Linked DNA regions of Zea mays: region 2 is linked to region 1. The links are chromatin contacts, called in public Hi-C maps. All regions are on one chromosome and are shown on one strand. Each heading gives the region's core, a stretch centred on a gene start, on an enhancer-like site or on the middle of the called end of the contact. The rest is flanking DNA. Distances are from core to core; before and after follow the strand shown. Region 1 has its middle 4.6 kb from the start of LOC103633229. Region 2 holds the start of LOC100277921.

What was found. A called contact is a pair of places that touch in the nucleus more often than the background predicts.
Region 2: a Hi-C map of leaf shows a contact between it and region 1, with 5 times the contacts expected there. The contact joins the promoter of LOC100277921 here to the enhancer-like site in region 1. A contact is called at or near these places in 5 of 25 Hi-C or Micro-C datasets (bundle sheath, leaf, root tip and 1 more).

Annotation. Positions count from the first base shown.
Region 1 is chr7:162,254,008-162,261,482 of Zm-B73-REFERENCE-NAM-5.0, reverse strand. No RefSeq gene overlaps it. Among protein-coding and RNA genes, the nearest start is that of LOC103633229, 4.6 kb to the left of the region's middle. Within about 2 kb of position 2,687, at least 19 of the 20 cell types and tissues checked have an H3K27ac peak or open chromatin away from gene starts, as enhancers often do. A contact at or near this core is called in bundle sheath, leaf, root tip and 1 more, where this site is marked.
Region 2 is chr7:162,403,403-162,410,877 of Zm-B73-REFERENCE-NAM-5.0, reverse strand. LOC100277921 reads right to left here and starts at 4,704. Exons shown (of 11, transcript NM_001151364.1): 1 at 4,340-4,704; 2 at 3,887-3,986; 3 at 1,688-1,791; 4 at 1,470-1,606; 5 at 946-1,387; 6 at 666-838; 7 at 393-551; 8 at 227-307. The coding sequence starts at 4,520.

The sequences.
Region 1 (7,475 bases), core at 1,438-3,937:
GGCATGCATCATTATTCTCCTTACTAAATTCAAGCAAGGTCAAGATGCTACATTATTCTGTTCATGAGAAGAGAAGGTCGAATAACACCTTATTAAAAGTTAAGGTACTGCTAGGAGAATGAAACCTACAGTTTCTTGTATGTACTTTTGTCAGGCTCGCTCTTGCTATGGATAGATGCACGGTTGCCATTGTTCACCTGAGTCCTGATCCTGAACCTGCTTGCATTGCCGTCCCAGGCCTGGGAATTTGTTGCCATCCCATTTCAGCTTCCCAAAAGCGAGCTGGAACAGGCAGCCTTGCCCTTGCAGAAGAGAAGAGTTTCCAGCAGAGCGAACAACGGCCACGAGGCTCCGATCCAGCTTAACACCCATAGTGGTGAACGTCTTGGGCGGTCAGGCGGAGAAAACTTTCTCCTTGGATGCTACCGCTGGCCATTTGTCGTCGTCCAACGCGAGGGGGCTCATCAGAGTTGAAGTAGCCTTTTGCTTTCTGTTCGTCATGACCTTGCGTTGAATTTGTCATCCGAACTAGCTACTCATGGCTGTAGCAATTGTAAATTCGTACCTCTATGCGAGGAAATTGTCAATGCAGATACCATTTTTCTATCTTCTTTGGTCCATACTATTATATGTCGTCGTGTTGTAGGGCAAAGGGCCTCGTGATTGGTCACTTCATTTTCACAGATCCAAAGATGGCCTGGCATGTATGTACGATAATTAGTTTCATCAGTAAAAAAAAAGATAAGTTTGGATTCTATAGTACTCAAAGCAAATTTAGGAATATAAAGTTGCGCTGGAAATGGAGATTTGTGGATCATCTGTCAGTGAGATGATGCGGCTACTACCGATGGCCAGCAACCTCGATCTATATAGCCCACCGACCAAGATCGCACGAAACAAACTACGAGTACTACTGTTCATCCCCTTTCAGCAGCTAGCGCGTCATTTCTGGCCAGCCGTGCGAGTCATCAGAGAACCAAACACGACAGGAGTGCACGACACCCTACCTCACCTGTCTGTCTGCTGTCCCGGCGCATGAACATGCAATGTATAATATGGGGTACGTACACAGTGCGTTATATATACTTATACGCATCGAAAATGCTTGTACACCAGACCACTACCACACCGCATAGTGGTCGCATTGCTCGAACCGGCCCAACACGACGTCGGTTTCCATGCCTCGTTGCCGTCAGGGAGAAGTCGAAGCCATCAAGAGGGAGGAGGCCCTGCCGCTGCCGGCCTCACTGACGACGATCCCCGTCCTCCTCCTCCTCCACGCGCGATGAGCCTCCTGAGGTTCCTGAGGTGCCTCTGCACGGCGCGGCGGGCGCGCGCCCTCACGCCACGGATGGCGAGCCTGAGCTTCTTCAGCCGGACGCCGACCCTTGCCTGCTTCACCCTCACCAGCGCCGGTGGCCTAGCTACTCCTAGACCTTACCGTACCGCCCTCGACGACGACGACGGCGTCGGATCGTTGAGCACCTTGTGGATCAGGAACTGCGCCCGGACGTGCCGCGCCTCCTCTGCGTCCTTCTTGTCCAGCCTGTCGTAGGCAGGTGGCGGCGTTGCTGCACTCGCCGGCAGCATCTTGGTTCGCGACGGCGTGGCAAGACGACGAGGGACCACGAACTTCTTGCACCTACATGTGCTGAGTTATATAGTCGTTGTTCATTTCTTGCAGCTCTAATCCAAGCAAGTTCTGTGTCCCTCGGAAGATTGCGCGTTTCTTCAAGTTATACCGTACTGTACGGAGACAAAACGATGCATGGCACGGTCCGATCTTTTCTGGGCCATACTTTTGCCACAGTTCCGGTCCATGCATGTCCACGGGTTCAGATTTCCAACTTGTACGAATGAAGAACAGACGATGGTGACCTCTCATCTCACTGTGATTTGAAAGGACCCTGTACATCTTTGCCATCGTTTTTGCCTTTTTGTTTGCTTCCAACTCATTTCATGTGAAAACTACATTTCTTTTTTACTTGTGCCGGCCCATTGACTAAAACTAAGGCCCGTGCCTGACCTGATTTTTTGCTCTTTTCTTATCAGGGTACAAGGACGCCAAACTTTATTGCGTATAAATTTTTCAAATGAAATATGGAGAGAAGAAAATCTTTATTGCGTATAAATTGTTTCAGGCACCAGCTGCCATGGAGCAAGCTTATACAAAACCCTCACAAAGCCTTTTTCCATGCAGAGGTAGTGCCTCTGAATTCCAAGTACAGTGTTGCCTGTTAGTTGTTCAGATGAAAAAAAAGAGAAAATGTTGCCTTTCAGTTCAGTGCTGTTCTGGTGAATAAAAACGTTGCGAAGGGGTATCTTTACACTTTACAGCTCTGTTTTCATCCGGCCTGTGATGGAAATTGTGCTGCAAAGTGCGCAGGGCCGTTGGCCCGACGACAAGTATTTTCGTCGAGAGAAGCAACGAAAGCCCACTCCTCCAAGCCACCCTTCGCTCAAGTCATATTTAGCACCACCTCGGCAGTCGACACTGCAGCACACCAACTTAAATATTCATCCCGATCTCCCTCACTCGCCGAGCTCAGTTACGAGAGCTTGTAACCCTAGTGGGGGCATTAAAGGTGGTGCGGATGCTTTCTGACGGCTTCTGGGCCTGGGCCCATATGTGCCACTAGGCTGGACTGTCCATCCCAAGTTGGGAGTGTCTGGCGGGGCTCAGGGCAAGCCTTGGACCTCTCTAGGCCTGAAGCGGTAGGCACGGCGTGAGGCTGGTTTAACAGAGCAGCGATCACTGCCCGCTTCCAACGGTGGGAGGATAACAGGCCGGCTGCACTGAGAGCCCAACTCGGGCCCAGATCCACATTAAAGCAGACCACCATCTTTTTTTTTACCTTTGTAAACCTTTGGAGGTCACATGTTCTCCGCCGCTGCACCCAACGTGTTCCGACTTCAGCAGACAACGCCATCTTTTTTTTCTGCCCATGGGATCCAACGTGTTGGGCCCAGCCCAGTATATAGGAGTGCATGCAGTGGCGGGCGATGATGTAAAAAGATGGCTACTTAAAATTACTAAGGAGTAAAAAAAATTGGTATGTATAATAAATACCTTACAAAGTCTGGCCATTTGGTATTTGTAATACCACAATATATTACATACACATGATACATATCAAACAAAACGAAGTCTTAGATGAGCATAAGATTGATAAAAATTTCCGGTAAAAAAGGATTGATAAAAACCGAAATTATCCAATAAAAGTGATAAGAGCCAACATTTGAAATATCTAAAGGATAATGTTGTATTTAGAATTCTATCCATTAATAATTTGTATTTCAGTAACTTTTCATTGCTACAATTTATATATTGTTCCCGGCCCGATTTATAATTCATTTATTTTTTTACTAAGTTTGACCGACTCGTCTTATTTATTTTTCTACAAAAAATCAAAATATATCATATGCTAATCGATATAATAGTAAAAAATTTATAATAACTATGAAATTTTGAATAAGACGAGCCAACCAAGCTTTAATAAAAAAATCAAATGAATCATAAATTGGAACAATGAAGGTAGTATGATGTTTTGGGGAGCAAGAAGTTATTTCATTTCCCCGGTTTGAATTCCGGGAATTAATAACTTGGACTTGTTGCATGGTCTGGAGACTTTAGTTTTTTTTTTGGTAGAAGTTGGATTTATGGAGCAAGAGGTTTCTTATGAGAACCGTAGGATTTGTTGGAAGCTTAAAATACAATAATTTCACCCTACTAGGCATGTAACATGTTTATGATTAAAAAAACGAATAAACTCCACCCACCATGGTTGAAATCCTGGTGATAGCCGTATCTAGTTGTCCTAGTCGGTGTTGAGACCAAAAAGTGCGTCAGTGCGTGCAACCAGCCAACCACTTCAAACTACACTATAGTATAGTACGATAAAATATTAATCGACATGCGTGATAGGACTACACGCATGCTCTCCAAAACCCAAACGATTCCGTTCCATGCCCCTCCGACGCCACTTCTCGTCGTTACAAAAAAAAGGGCCCATCAGCGCCACAGACTGACAGTGATCTAGATCCTCAATCAACCTTCTAGGAAAGGCTGCTGCTTGTCGTCCCACTTGTCCAGCCTTGCCCTGGCGTTCTCCACCTGCAGTTGGAGTCACAAGTCCAACAGGATACAACAATCATATATCATTTCAGGTCTCGCTGCTATGACCAACATGTGCATGGATGGCAATATGGCAGGGCATCGTGCTGACAGTTCGTCCATCACCTCCTTGTTCCAGTCGGTTCTGAAGGGGTGTGATTGGTTCCCTTCCATGCTGAGCCTGGCTCGCCCAATCAGCCAGGTTATAGATGACCCGGTTTAATGTATGCAACAGTCCAATGTTTGGTTAATTGATGGCCTATTTTAATTGTTTTAATGTATGAATCAGTCCAATGTTTGGTTAATTAGTTCAATTAGTCCTGGCTATAACGAGACAATGTTCGGTTGCATGTATCAAAAGGGTATTAGAGTAGAGTAAAGTTCACAAATATTTTTTCAAATTTTATACAACATGTGTGGTATAGTGTAGCGCTCGGCAAACCGAGTGCCCGATAAATTGCACTCGACAAAGAGTTAGATTCTGATAGTGCTTCCAAAGTCGGACCTGTGCGCCATGTCCATTCCACCAGAGCGCTCACGCAAACCGCATAATGATGAATCTAATAAAAATGCTATTAGGGTTATTAAGGTCAGCTTCATTATACTCATCCTAAAATATATTTCTTTATAGCCCTCCTTTTTTCCAAATTCGAATGAATGATAATGAATGTAGAGATACGTACAAACTACATTCATATGTCTAACCTAAAACAAATTGTATTTTGGGATGGAGAGAGTATGATATGATATTTTTTAACTTTTAACAATGTTTTTGCTAAAGGAATTACACATTTTATCGTGGTCGACTGACCCTAATGGGCCTGTGAAGCCATAGCACCACAACCATTCCCTACCCCATCGATAAAGAAATTGTGAGGTCGTTGTTAGGCACGACAACGCCACGACAGGGCCAAACGATTGCCCGATGTTGACAAACGCCAAATACAACAATTGGTCAATGCTCATGAAGATCAAGCTAGAGACAAGGTGTCTCTGGAATGCCATCAATCCCGGTGCGTCGAGCTCCACGTCAATCAAATGACTTCGGATGCAGTCTACAACGTTGTACCGCAGTTGATGGTAGCCTCTATCGCCACCAAGCCATCAGCAAGAGCAGTGTGGGAAGGCATCCACACGCGATAATCATGTCAGGAATACGAGCACGTAGCGCGTGTGGCGCCAGAACAAGGAACTTGCGTTGAAGGATGGCGAGGGGGTCAAAAATTTCGCTCTTCGACTTACCAGCATCGTCAGTCAATTTTCCATCCTTGTCGACGTGAAGGGTCCCATTATGGCAATTGAGAAGTACCTACGCATCTGTCGGCGTTTCGAGACAGGGGGGTCCCTAAGCCGACGAGTGAGTGTGCTGCGTGCCCCAGCCCAGATGGGTCGAGCGCGTGGGCGAGCGCGAAGGGGGGAGAGGCGAGGTGGCCGGAGTCGAGCGTGAGAGAGGTGTAAGTCCCGCGGCCTTCGTGTTCGTCCCGCGCCCAGGTCAGGTGCGCTTGCAGTAGGGGGGTTACAAGCGTCCACGCGGGTGAGGGAAGCGAGCGACCCCAAGAGAGCGCCTGTCCCGTCCTCGGTCCCGCGCGGCCAACCTTCTCTGAGAAGGCCCTGGTCCTTCCTTTTATAGTCGTAAGGAGAGGATCCAGGTGTACAATGGGGATGTAGCAGAGTGCTACGTGTCTAGCGGAGGGAGAGCTAGCGCCCTAGGTACATGCCAATGTGGCAGCCGGAGAGATCTGGGCACCCTGCTGGCGTGATGTCGTGGCTGTCGGAGGTGCGGCGGAGCCTGATGGAGGGACAGCTGTTGGAGCGGTCGAGTCCCTGCTGATGTTGTCCTGCTTCCGTAAGAGAGCCGGGGGCCGCCGTCGTCACAGAGCTTGCGGAGCGCCATCATTGCCCCTCCGGCGGAGCTGGCCGGATGAGACGCCGGTCTTGTTCTCCGTGACCCGAGTCGATTCGGGGTAGGATGATGATGGCGCCTCCTGTTGACGTGGCGGTCTATGCCCTAGGTAGGGCGACGTGGGGGTTCCTCCGAAGCCGAGGTTGAGTTTGCCTTTTGTTGCCGTGGCCGAGCCCGAGCCAAGGGGTCGGGCGAGGCGGAAGTCGTTTGGCCGAGGCCAGGGCGGAGTCCGAGCCCTGGGGTCGGGCGAAGCGGAGTTTCGTCGTCTTCCGGGTGCTAGCCTGAGTCCGAGCCCTGGGGTCGGGCGGAGCGGAGTTCGCCGTCTTCCGGGTCTTAGCCCGAGTCCGAGCTCTGGGGTCGGGCGGAGCGGAGTTCGCCGTCTTCCGGGTCTTAGCCCGAGTCCGAGCCCTGGGGTCGGGCGGAGCGGAGTTCGCCGTCTTCCGGGTCTTAGCCCGAGTCCGAGCCCTGGGGTCGGGCGGAGCGGAGTTCGCCGTCTTCTGGGTCTTAGCCCGAGTCCGAGCCCTGGGGTCGGGCGGAGCGGAGTTCGCCGTGGCGCCTTTGGCAAGGCCTGACTGCCTGTCAGACTCACTCTGTCGAGTGGCACTGCAGTCGGAGTGGTGCAGGCGGCGCAGTCCTTCTGTCAGACCGGCCAGTGGAGCAGTGGAGTGACGGCGGTCACTTCGGCTCTGCCGGGGGCGCGTGTCAGGATAGAGGTGTCAGGCCACCTTTGCGTTAAATGCCCCTGCAATCTGGTCAGTCGGTGCGGCGATTTAGTCAAGGTTGCTTCTGAGCGAAGCCAAGGCCTCGGGCAAGCCGGTGATGTGTCCGCCATAAAAGGGGGGCCTCGGGCGAGACGGAAGTCTCTCGAGGTCGGCTGCCTTTGGCCGAGGCTAGGCTCGGGTGAAGCGTGATCGAGTCACTCGTGTGGACTGATCCCTGACTTAATCGTACCCATCAGGCCTTTGCAGCTTTATGCTGATGGGGGTTACCAGCTGAGAATTAGGCGTCTTGAGGGTACCCCTAATTATGGTCCCCGACAGTAGCCCCCGAGCCTCGAAGGGAGTGTTAGCACTCGCTTGGAGGCTTTTGTCGCACTTTTTTGCAAGGGGACCAGCCTTTCTCGGTTGCATTTCGTTCCGGTGGGTGCGCGCGAGCGCACCCGCCGGGTGTAGCCCCCGAGGCCTCGGAGGAGTGGTTACACTCCTTCGAGGTCTTAATACTTCGCTTAACGCTTCGGCTGGTCTGGTCGTTCCCTCATGCGAACTGGCCGTAGCCCGGGTGCACGGTCGGGGCCCAAGCTCTCGGGCTGGTATGTTGACGCTGTCAACGATTTGGCCGGAGCCGGTTTTTGCGAGAGCAGCCCCCGAGCCTCTGCACAGGGTGAGAGGACGATCAGGGACAGACTCGACTTTTTACATACGCCCCTACGTCGCCTTTCCGCAAGGAGGAGGGGGGAGT
Region 2 (7,475 bases), core at 3,455-5,954, 150 kb before region 1:
GAAACTCTGTAAAACCCAATACATGACAAAGATGCAAGATAAAAATTGTTAGGAAGATATTGCAACTAATCCTACAAGCAACTTTGTCCAATGCAGTAATAATCTATTATGAAATAAGCTTTATCCTAGAACGTTTTGACATGCTGACACCTAATATGTTTCACCAACATGTTGACTTACATGGCCACCAAGATGAGTGTAGCCAAACGACATAGATGCAACTCACCAGATGTGACCGACACAAGTCGTCGAGGTTTTCATGTGTATCTATGTCATCCTGTGTACCTTTGGGAGTTATAGCAATAATCTGAACAGAGGAAAAATGAAATATCACCCGAATGTCGGATAACTAAACATAGCAACCAGAAAACAAAAAGGTTAATAAAACAAACCTCATCAGGACATGTTGGAACATCAAGATCAATATCTATGTCGTTTGGCATGTCTGGGTCATCATAATCAAAATTAATGCCAGTATTGGATGCATTGTCATCTTTCAAATCTCCAAACACATTGGGATTTTCTTCTCCTAATTCAAATGATCTCAAAAACTGCATGTAAATGGTGAACAAATTAAATAATTTTTATTTCACTAAAAATTACAAATTAAATAAGCCAAAAAACAGACATGCCTAATACATGGACATTTTAACAATGATGAGTACCTTTTCAAAACGAGGGGGTGATTGGGAACCATAATGTTCCTCCTGAGACTGCTGTGCTTCAAAAGATTTAGCATGTTCAGGTATGACGACACCAACCATCTTTGCAATAGGAAACAGTGATTTGAGAGTTTTCTTTTTCGAAATGCCAATAACACCCCGTGGAGAACCTTTCACTGTTCCAAAACAGAACAGTAAAGAAAGTTCAATACATAGGTCATCAAAATGACTTTACAAGGCACTAAACAAAAGAGATATATCCAGAAACAACAGCTTCATGTACCTCTCCTGTAAGGCCGAATCTTTAAATTGCCAGGTTCATGTGGATTCAAAGGTTTCCATGGATCCTCGTCATCAGAATAATCTCCAACAGGGTCCTCTATATCATCTGGGGGATGCATTTCAACATCATCAGCAAAGCTAGGTTCAACAGGATCAGACCAATGTTTGTTATCTGGACTGGTTTCTTGAGTTGAAGATTGGTTCTCCTGAGTTGGATCTAGACCTCCTAGGACTTTTCCAGGGGCTGATTTACGACCTGTGCCCACTGATCTTGCATTCGGGGAAGTGAAAATATTGGCTTGGCTTTTAGAAGGTGCTGCACTGCCTTGATGAGCCACACTATTTTCTTTACCAGAATGTTTTCCTTGCAGAAAGTCAAAAACAGCTGGTGCATCACAAGGATCCAGCAGAAGGAAATCTCCATAAAAATCACATGTTGCTAACTGCAATACATAAATAGCTATGACTATTTTGGTATGGAAGTAAAAATTGGCCAATCTTGCAGCTGAAGGGGACAGAGTTTACCAAATATGAATCTAGCTCGCTTGCTTCACTATCCAGACAGTCCCCTTCAAACACCAGTAGGTTTGCTGGTGGCCTCACAATTTTTCTTTGTAAATCATCTCGATCGACATTGTTATCCAGAGATATTCTTGTTTCCACTGGTACATTTAAACAAGGTTAAAAATGTTTTTAGCTCCATGACTTTCGAAGTAAGCTCATTCGGTGAAGGATCCACTTACCTGGGACATCATCTAGCCCAATAAATATATCATCTTCTTCACTGGGAATAATGCTAGGGTTGTTTTGATTAGCTTGAGCTGAGCCATTTTCCAGTTGTTCCTGTCTGGCATAGTTATAATGCTTTAGACTATTATAGCTAGTATTAGAGAAATCCTCAACATATCATTTAAACCCAAGGTATCACACTGATCTAGACATTCAGGAGGCACTCTTGTACATACAATGACAACTTGATGAATCGAAATTCTTCTCTCTCAGCAATACTATAAGCTGAGACAATGTGTACCCTCCTCTCTAGAATGGAGGTGGAACAGTGTTCAAGGCAGTAAAGGAAGAAATGCTTACAATGATATTAAGAGTGGTAGCAGCAATGATGAAACAAAAGAGCCAATGAAACCATTGGTATCGGGGTAGACCGGAAGGGGCAAGGTTGACTCAGAGAGAGAAAAAAGAAAGCTAAAAGGACAGGATTTGTAAGGCCTGCATAAAACACTGGCAATTTGGATACAGGTGAGCCATGACCCATGATCGGAATCATCGGCCTCACGTCTCACATGTTTACCATTGCATCTTTGCTTCTCTCCATCTCGTCTCTTTCCACTCCTTCCTTCCACATGAGTCTTCACTCTTCAGCCCCAGAGGATGGCATTTGGCTATTTTGCAAGGAGGCCTAAATTAGAATAACATAGATGTGTTCGTTTACTCCCCTTCTCTCCATGCAACCATTAGGCAAGGCGTCAACTATGGAAGTTACTGCCAACCATCATAAAGCCAAAGCAAACCCTAGGCAGGGGCTAATCTAGGCCAAATGACCATCAGGGTCTTGTCTGAAAATGGTGTGGTCATTAGGAACTGCTTGCTCTATATACAGTAGTATTCAATTGCAATTTCCAAAATTCGTCAGGGTCGGCTGACCCCGATGGCAAGTAATATTCTATTCGAATTTCCAAAAAAATGACAGGCTCAGCTTATCCCAATGGCAAGCTGTAGCTTCACGCCTTCACCCTTGCACCTAGGTGATGCCTTAGTGCCATGATTATATTATTATCTTCCAAAGTATAGAAAGGCCTTCGTTTAGCAATATGTTGACATTGATCCCTCTGAGCACAGAGTAAATCAAACCAAGTGAACATGGATTTGGGCCAACCAAGTGAACATGGATCTGAGCCATCTACTTGACCTCAATGCTTGGGAGCTACATATAGAATTTAAGACAATAAAATGCCCAGTATGGTGGAGTACCAAAAGTAAGAATGAAAGGTGTCATTCGGAGATCATCTAAAACAAGCATACTTCATTGAGGTTCCTATAAGGCAGATACAAATGTCCTATTTCGAAAGTCTATGGTTTCCGAACCAAGCAGAAAATGTTTATCTGCCAAGTGATATTTTTAAAGCCTACTCATAAAAAAACTCAACCTACGGGGGTAAAACAGCCTCTGGGCATTACATTAAGAAGATCTTCTCACACATGTCGAGAAACCCCCGAACCTTAGCCCCACTCATACACAGCGGCATCTTACGGCGTGATTGGTTGGTTGGATTTTGCCCAACCAGGCTGACGGGATCCAGAAATGTGTTGTTTGGATAGCTGAACGGTCCCTGGAACCTGGCTGCCCACGTGCAAACGCCGCCGCCGAGCCTGGTTCCCGGGAAACACATTTCGTTTTCGTTTCTACACAGCCTAGCCCATTCTGTGAGTCCTCGTGTTCGCTGCTCTCTCAAGGCATGCACGAGGCAAGTAGAAAACGACCAACCAATCACACTGCGGTATAATGGTACGAATGGAAACGCCAAACAAACAAGGTGCTGCTGCATGCTCAGAACTTGGTTCGGGAGCGCCTGGCTGCACAGGTACCGGCATGTCATAGAAACGAGAACCAATCACGCCAGTAGCCTATGTAAGAACGGTCGCGACCAAAACCAGGCCTTGGACCTGTGCTTTGCCGTGGAACAGATGAGGGGATTTTTTTTTTAACTCAGGGCCTGAGCAGGGTTACTCGGACAGTCAGACCACCTAACAAACCCAGCTAGAGGCCCTTTCACAAAGCCTACTCGTATAAGATGCGCAAAAATGTAGAATGCATTTATCAATACCGGTTTCAGTCCCACATTCGACGGGTAATACAAAATACAGCGTCCAGGGAAGCAATTAGTGCATAACGGATAGATACAAAAGCAACATCAATATTTCCTTACTTCTTTTGCGAGAGGAACTCTAACGCGTGAAGCACCAACGAGTACAAGTACTCCACCTTCCTACTGTACACTTGAACCGATCCTTGGAGTAATAACGCCGCTGTAGATAAGAAGACACAAATTAACAAGGCAAAATAACTTTGTTCTGGTACATTTCCCATATTTAATTGTCCTTAGAAAGGGTAAAAACCTTGGGCGAGCTAACAACTAAAAAGAAGCTGCTTCCTTTAACATTTATTCAAGCAAAGGAAATAAAACCGCGCAAGATCAAGCAAGTCAAGTCCACATGTTCAAGCCTCCATCCATCGTCAAAGTGTCAAACCACCCGAAGTGTCAAATTTTTAACCTCCCACTCCCAATTCCCAGCTCTCCAGACCCCTAAGATAGCACAGCCGCTGAAAAGAAGTGCCGCACATTGACCGCAAGAAACCCTGGTCCTCCGCACCACCGTACCTTCGGCAAAGTTGACAGAGTGGGCCCCGTCCTCGCCGGAGACCTCCCCTGAGCAGATCTTGAGCAGGTAATCCTCGAGGCTCTTGGCAACGTCCACCTCCCAATTCGACTCGGGGTCCCTGTTCGCCTGCAGAATAGGGAACCTCCCGCCGCTCGAGCCCCCCTCCCCGCCGCCGTCCATGCCTCCGCCCCAGGCTACTAGGCGCAAGAAAGCATCATTCTGCGGTAGGGTTAGAAACCTGGTTCTAGAAGCTTCTGGAAATTGGGCGGGAGACGAAGGCGCGAGAAATCGGAGGTGTGAAGGCTGAAGGGGAAGGAGGCTAGCCGGCTAGGGTTGGGACTTGGGAGGGGGTTTGGGGAATTTTGGATGTCGGGTTCTCCCGCTCAATGGATTTGGATCAGCGGGAGTCGCGTTTCGGCGAGGAGCCGTTGGTTCAGTTTGGAGTCAGCTTCTCTTAGTCTGTCTTCATGTCTTCAGCAATATCCTCTATATTCATACTCTAGATCTGTCATTTACAGTTTTTTATAAAATATTTTATCCTCTATATCTCATTCTCCTCCAATAACGTTCTCTAAATCACGTCATCTATACGTAAATACCTATATTAAAGACATTTTTTTATTTTTTATTTTTGTACATTATTTGTCATTCTCTCAAATATATTGTACATATTTTAGTTTTGCTAAACCGGTTATTTAAAGTATTCAAATGAATAGAGAATCGTTTAGAGAAACTCTATATAGAGAGTGTCAGAGAGGGAATTCTCCGACCGGGTGGCAGAGTGCACTCGCCCTAAATCCTAAGATGAGGAAGGGGCTTAAGCGTTTTGTCTGTCTTGCTAAGCGATCACCAAGCACATGAACACGCGAGGATTTAGAGTGGTTCGGGCCGCCGGATCGTAATACCCTACTCCACTGTGGGTTGGATTGTTGTGGAAGCTTGGGAATCGAGAGTCTGTCTAAGTCTGGTCCTGAGAGAGCTTGTCTTGTAACGCTGCATACCTCCCCTTTTATAGCTAAGGGGGTATGTACAAGAATACTGAGCCCCGGCATGTGGGCCCAGGAACATAACGGATGTAGTACTTGGAGCTACTAATGCTTGCTGCTGGAGCAATCTTCTTGTGCCCTGACATCCGAGATCTGCTGATAGGAACGGGGTGTTCGATCTTCCGTCAGGTGAAGATAACTATTGATTTGGTGGAGATGTCACACAAACGATCCGGCTTCCAATCAACACGACTAGAACCCCGCAATCGCAGCACCACTTCTCCTCTGGTTATCAACCGTGCGCTGCGCGATTGACCTCGCCACGAGGGCTAATTCCTGCCTGAGAATCGAAGACACAAGCAAGAACAAGAAAGAACACAATCTAGAATATTGCGGATGAATGATTAAGCTCACAAGTTGGGGTCTCACAAACCGATCTACGACGACTGTTCTTGACAGATCTAAACTTAAGCAAAACCCAACCTAATGTGGCGACGGCTATTGAATAAATAGAGTATTAGGGCGTGCGTGACCCCTGGACTCGCCCCTAATGGGCTCCGACGCGATACACGGTCCAACGGCCCAACAGATGGTGTCGCAGCACCAAAACAGAATCTGAATGCTGACTTATTTCGACGATTCCCGTTGACTCCGGACGAATTTTAGGATGGAACCAGTTGGGTTGGTTAGATAATCTTCTTATCTTTCCAACCATATCAAGTCCGTCGCAATCGGAGTCTGGATGCATCTTGGGCGTCCATTTTAGTGCAGACTGGTCCTGGAACCCGAGATGGAGTTGCAGTCGAGTCGGACTTGATCTCCTTCCTGTTGTGGGCGCCCTTGTTGCTCCTCCTCAACACCTAGGCCTTTCTCAAGTCCTTGTTGGTCCTCGCCAAGGTTCCTAATCATCAAAACATCCATGGCCCCAAGCATAAGCTCTGAAACACAATTGACTAGGGCAGAACGTACCTGGAGAATTAGCTGTCGTGCACGCGATCGTGTTATCGGTCCATTCATTGTATGTATAGAAGTGATGTCCTCATCATCTGCGTAGCATCGGCGTGCAAGGAAAGCTTCTCATATAAGGGATGATGAGCACAGTGCACCGCGCAGCACGGCCGTACTGTTTTGATAATGGACTGGACATGTGCGCCTTTTGCAGGGTGGCCCTGGCGCCGCCTGCCAGCGGAGTGGACAGGACGCAATAAATGCTGAGGGGGCACATCGCCTGTCAGCAGGGTGGACAGGCGGCGCGTCCTTTCCGCAATAAATGCAGAGACCGCGCGGCCTAGAGACCTTATGTCAGGCTCCGCCCGCTGGCTTACGTCACGGGCAACAAGCCACGTGGCAGCATCGGGTCTCCGCCTGAGCGGGGAGCGCAAGCGTACAAGATAAGGCCTAAAAGCATCTAGGCCCCTGGTTGGTTTTAGTGATTAATGACAACGTAACATTATATGTGACTAACGTGTGTTTTTGCAGAGACAAATGGTAAGTTAGGTCGCATAACAGGTAGAAGTACTACAACGGTGAAAACAATCCCGGAGATAAGAACTCGAAGCGACGGCTAAAACGACGAAACAAAAGGTGAAGGTCTACGGAGTCCGAGTGTCAAGGAGATGTGGACACTCGCGATTTAGTTAGGTCTTTTATTCTCTTTTAGTCGTACTATAAAGAGGGGTTGTCGATGAGTAGTTTGACCAAGAGAGTTCTAGTGTAGTGTTGGTGCACAATCACACTCATACACAGTGCTAGGTGTCACTCTAGAACTCACACTCAAGTTAGAACGAAAACCGATTTGAAAATCAGCTGAAAAACAAGAGTTAGTGTTTCTGGCTTTGGGGCACCGGACTGTCCGGTGTGCACCGGACTGTCCGGTGCACTCTCTGCCAGGTGGGACCAGGCTGGTCCACGGCAGAGGCTTTCCCCTTCGCAGAAACCCGAGAGCACAGCTTTCGGAATTGAATTTTAGTGGCACACCGGACACCGCACCGGACTGTCCGGTGTGCACCAGACAGTGGACTGTTCACTGTCCGGTGCGCCATGAGTCCAACGGCTCCCTGTCAGAACTAGCCGTTGGAAACGACCGTTGGCGCACCGGTGGCGCACCGGACTGTCCGGTGCGCCATTGCGCAGTGAAATGCCTGTAACG